2 separate regions of the Mus musculus genome follow, and region 1 is linked to region 2. Evidence: chromatin contacts called from public HiChIP or PLAC-seq data. All regions are on one chromosome and are shown on one strand. The core of a region is the stretch at or near the end of the contact, and the rest is flanking DNA. Distances in the headings are between cores, read along the strand shown.

Region 1 (2,700 bases), core at 43-2,542, 150 kb after region 2:
TGAGTGCGAGGCTCTCAGACTCACAGCAGAATCTACTCAAGGACAAGGTGGAAATTCTTCAGCACCCTTGCCCACTTTAGCTCACATGAGGCTGCACTCCGGGATGGTAACTCATTTGCACAGAGCTCTTGAATGACAGAGAAGGGAGGATAAAGACAGTTAAACTTATGGGGCCTTGAGAAAAGAACCTTACCTAGGATGAGTCAGAAGCCTTTCCCAGCAGAGAAGCAAGAATTCCAGCATAATTATCTACTGCCTAAAGAAGGCTCTTCCACTCCCCAGCTGTAAACGTGCAATTTTCTAGGAACCTCGCCAGAACCTGCTAAACAGGAGAAGGGCTGTACTAAAGCCCTCGTGTGCTACTGCACTGTTGCCTTCTCTAGCATAAGCACAGATAACAAACACACTTCCAGAGCCGCCCTCCAATCACACTCATCAAGATAGAGAGAAAAGAGAAAAGTGTTCCTTAATTATTACAAAATACTTAAGTGTGTGTGAGTGTGTGCATGTGAGTGCATCCCTGCAGCCCTGGAGGCCAGAAGAGGACATTGGATTGTCCGGAGCTAGAGCTACAGGTGGTCATCATTCCACTGATGAAAGAGAAGGCAAGTAAACTCAGATCTAAAAGCAGTACTAAATGCTCCTTAGCACTAAGTCATCTCTCCAGCCTTCAAGAAAAGGTTTCGAAGTGATCTCCTCAGACATAATTTTGGGCCACAAAAGTGGTATATGAAAATATCTTTAATGCAATCATCAACTCCTTCCCATCCTGGCTAGTCCTAAAACTCTTTTTCCATGTAGAAGCAACAAATTCTGATTGGGTCTGAAGTGAGGTCCCTAAGAGACAGAGTAAATTCTTAAGGCTGTTAAAGGTGACAGTGCAGGGCTGTACCTCCACTGGCTCAACACTGATAACAAAAAACGTGGCCACATTTCACTGGGAAACCACCAGGGGAAGTCCCAAGAACATCTGTGGCCATGCCACCCCGGGGTTTGGCTTCCTCTGCAGTAGTATGTATGCATCGTTGCGGTTTGAATTTCTGCTGAGGAGCACGTGTGCTTTTCTGTCTCTAGAGCCCGAACAAAGCCCCAGCACGAGCAGAGAAAGGAGAATTATAACTGCAAAAAAGGTCTGCCTCCAACACTGCTGTCCATCCCAGCAGCCTCCAGAGTGGACTTTTGTACTTTAGGAATTAGGGGTACCTGTGTTTTCCAAGCAGAGGACTGATCCACAGGAAGAGGAGGAAGCAGATACGACTGGTAGGCAGCCCTCTGCTGTGAGTCTCAGGAAGTGAGATCAAAGATCAGCTGCAGTTAAAGGCTGGAGTGAAGGGTGGGGGGGCGGGGCGAAACCGCTCTCGCGGAGGATTCTGACCTTTCTCTACAGATAAAGGCAGAGGCTCACATTTCCTGGTAATCCACTGTGTGCATATTTACGTTCCTGAGCTTTTCATTATGTTGTTCAATGTCCTAAGTAAACAATGATGCTATGCAGGAAGGAGCAAGCTGAGTGAGGAGGTTAAGGATCACACACACACACACACACACACACACACACACAGAGCCTCTTCCTGCTCTTCAGCTGTCTGCTGAGGCACTTTGCCTCTGGTGTGCAAACCAACAAGAGAAATGACTTCAGCAACTTAAGCTTTTGATTGAGCTCAGAAATCTTTAGCTCTGCCTTTCCCTCCCCTACATCTCTACCACAGACCCAAATCATCATGGCCAAATTGACTAAAACAAGAAATGTATTAAAGCAAGCCTTTTGATTCATGTGTACAGGCTGCCTCCCCCTAAGCAGGGGTTCAATAGGTCAGAATTGGAAGTGAGGAAGACACACATGGCTTTTATAGATCACAGGTAGAGGGTTTCCAAAATGGGGAATTTGGCAGGCAAAACAGGCTAGGTTCCATGAGCAGAACATACACAGGACAAGGTAGTGTCTCCTAAAACAAAGCTGTGGGGGCAACTCGGGCATTACAAAGTGGTCATGCCAAGGTAGCTATAACAACCCTTTTGAACAAAGGTAGTTTATAATAAACAACTTCTGAAACAAAGATATGGTTGCCATTCCTGAAACACAGAGAACAGAACCATTTGTAGTTAAGGGTACAGGTCAGGCACGGCCCCAATTCTTGAGACATAAGTTTAAATCATAAACATGAATAAACCTAGTTTTCTTTAATATAAGATGGCTTTTAAGACAAATATGGAAACAGGCTGGTTCTTCACTACTCTAGCTTTGCCCTCACTGATTTGCAGCAGGGCCCAGAAAAACTACTGGGGCTAAAAGGTTTGTATGGTCGGTTTGGGAGAACTAAAGCTTTAGAAACCACTTCCAATCTCCAGTTCCCAGGTAACACAAGACAGGTAAACATCGGCTTTGGAATTCACAGTCTCACATGGAAAAGTGACGGTATCTTTGTTCTAAGTTCTTTCTCTAGCTTTGGGTAGAGAGACCCGACCTTCCAGGCTATCCTAAAGGAGACTAGAGGGATCATTACCCCATCAGTGAGACACTGTGCCTGTCCTTCCTAGAAATTGTTCCCACTGAGGGGACACTGCTGCCCGTGTGGAGGGAGAGCACATGGCATCGCTGGGCTGCTTTCTGACTCAGACAAGTGTAACTTACTGTCTTTTATTTTTGTACTGATACTGGACAAAGGTTAAGAATGGCTTCCCTTGCTCTCTGGGTTTTCC
Region 2 (2,700 bases), core at 54-2,553:
TTGCATTAATCTCCCTCCCTCTATAGCTTTCCAATAGTCTCCACTTCAATAACTGTAATTGTATTCAGTATCAGGCACCAGTGGACAACAAAGGCATCTGGGAATCTTCACTTTTGACTCACAACCATGTCTGTAAGAGGGATTATCTCCATAGTATAGATTGACTAACTCTAGATCATAGAAAGTAAAACCTCTCTCAGGTATGCTCATGTGACAGGGGATGTGTGAGTCACTTGGAATGTAAAATGTCCTATCTGCCCAACTACACACATACACACACACACATATATACAAACACATAGACACATACATACATACATACATACATGTACATACACATAAACACATATACACACATATTCATACACACAGCACACACATACACACATGTACATACAAACACATATACACATGCATAAACATATACACATGCATACATACAAATATACACACATGTACAAACACATACATACATACACACATATACACACATATTCATACACAAAGCACACATACACACACTCACTCACATACCACACATAATTGCATGCAGGCATAATTGCACATAAACAAACACACACTCTCATGTTGGACACTTGGTCCCCAACATTGGTTCTCTCCTCAGAGGCTGTAGAATCTTTGATGCAGAAAGCACAGTTGTATATTATGTCACTGGAGACAGGCCTCTGTGGCTTATAGTTCACCTTGTTTCTAATCCTGTCCTGCTAAGATGTAAGGTGTTTCAGTGTGACACTAAGTTAAAACCACACAGAAACTTTGCTGTCCTGATAGTAATAGAAAAGTCTACTTTAACTCTAAATACCTTTTGTTGGATACTGAGAGCACAGAATTATGTCCAGGCCTTAAGAAAACATTCTGAACAAAAGGGAGAGGGAATGCAGGAAGCAGATGAGAAAAGCATTGTAAAGTGCATGTGTTCAGGAACTGTGCACATGAGCTTGGTGATGAACAAGACCACCAGCCATGAGTAAGCAGGGAACAGAGTGAGAGGAGATGCTGCTGCAGAGGGAAAGGCAGAACCAGGAGGTGGCTTCCCTACCGATAACCTCAGCAAGGGAGCATCTCAGACAGTTGGGATGACTCCGCTGGTGGAGTTGAAGAGCTCAGTAAAGAAGGTGCATGCAAATTCCATTCCTGGCTGCCTGACCCTGATCTAACACGTTAGCTCCTCACTCTGAACATGCTAGATGAATTACAAGCTGTCTCTTCTGAAACTACAATGTCTATAATGGTAGTCATTGCCACAGGATCTGAGAGCTATAGAATAAGTTAACTGCAGGGGGCTCCCTCTCCTCTCTGCACCTCCCTTCCTCTCCCTCATTCACGTAGCTTATAAGTTATTTCTATAAACTGGTGATAAATTAGTTATGAAACTGGTAGTGTGTGGATGTCTACATCAATAACGAAACAGCAAACAAGCAAAAAAAGTGAAGATCAGAAGAAATACAACCTCAGTCACTTTCTATTAACTGAGTGTTCACTCATCCATTTGCTTAAATATTTATTTAATATCTGCCACATGCCAAGAATTGCGCTGTTGCATGCTCAGAGATGCATTGCAAAAAAAAAAAAAAATCTTAAGTACAAAGCTGGCTGGGAAATAGATACTACTCAAATACAAAAAAAAAAAAAAAGTGTGGCCATGATATTTTTATGATTTATATTTTTAATTTATGCATGTAAGTACACCATCTTTCTGTTCAGACACATCATAAGAGGGCATTGGATTCCATTACAGATGGTAGTGAGCCACCATATGACTGCAGGGAATTGAGCTCAAGACCTTTGAAGTAGCAGTCAGTGCTCCTAATCACTGAGCAATCTCTTCAGGTCCCATAGCTTTGAGAAAAACAACAAAGACCTGCTGGGCAGGAAATAGGTAAAGCCAGAGAAGCTTCTGAGAGCAACCTGGAGAGTCTAGCTGTGTCTCGAGGAGAGTGTGCTAAAATCAAAGGGTAGCACTACCCCTCACCCCACCACCACCTACCCAAGAACTCTGTGGAGAATTGGCAGTTCAAACAAGTAGGCTGATACTGTTAATGCCTTTGCACTAGGAAGCCTCCTTGAAGAACCAGTGGTCTAGATCACAGCCCTGGAGGGAGTCAAAGGCAAGAGCTAAAGTTGAAGAACATGGCAGGAGCTGAACGTCCTCACAAATGGTAGGGAACAGAAGTCACATCAGTTCTAGGCTCAAGATGGCTGAGACCTTGAAGTGAAAATACAATGATCAAGGCAATTATAAGCCAATCAATGTATGTATATATATATATATATATATATATATATATATATATATATATATATATATGTGTGTGTGTGTGTGTGTGTGTGTGTGTGTGTGTACATATATATGTGTGTGTGTGTTGTCTGATTGTGTAAGTACACATACGTGTGCATCTGAATGTACATGAAAACCAGAGGTCAATGTTGGCTGTCTTCCTCCATTGCTCTGTATTTTTTTTGAAAGGGGGTCTCTTAAGGGATCTCACCAGTTTGACTGGGCTGGCTATCTAGGGAGTCCCAGGAATCTGCCTATCTCTACATCTCCGATGGTAAAACAACCAATACCCACCACACCTATCATTTAAATAGGCACAGGAAATCTCAACTGTGGTCCTCATGCTTGGGAGGGAAGCGCCTTACCAACTGAGCCATCTCCCCATCCAATGACAATTACTC

Evidence for each region. HiChIP or PLAC-seq counts read pairs in DNA pulled down with a chosen protein or histone mark.
Region 1: a BATF HiChIP or PLAC-seq map of CD8 T cells shows a contact between it and region 2, with 12 read pairs. The contact joins the promoter of Fhit here to the enhancer-like site in region 2. A contact is called at or near these places in 1 of 15 datasets of contacts at CTCF or cohesin (CD8 T cells), 5 of 484 Hi-C or Micro-C datasets (CD4 T cells, CD8 T cells, Th1 cells and 1 more) and 5 of 115 datasets of contacts at active chromatin or transcription factors (CD8 T cells, Th2 cells, memory CD8 T cells and 2 more).

What each region holds. Positions count from the first base shown.
Region 1 is chr14:10,452,166-10,454,865 of GRCm38.p6, forward strand. It overlaps Fhit (fragile histidine triad gene), which reads right to left and starts at 1,293. Exons shown (of 7, transcript NM_001308286.1): 1 at 1,204-1,293.
Region 2 is chr14:10,299,803-10,302,502 of GRCm38.p6, forward strand. The region is part of intron 2 of Fhit (fragile histidine triad gene); the gene reads right to left. Among named protein-coding and RNA genes, the nearest start is that of Fhit, 150 kb to the right of the region's middle. Within about 2 kb of position 1,304, at least 17 of the 459 cell types and tissues checked have an H3K27ac peak or open chromatin away from gene starts, as enhancers often do. A contact at or near this core is called in CD8 T cells, Th1 cells, Th2 cells and 3 more, where this site is marked.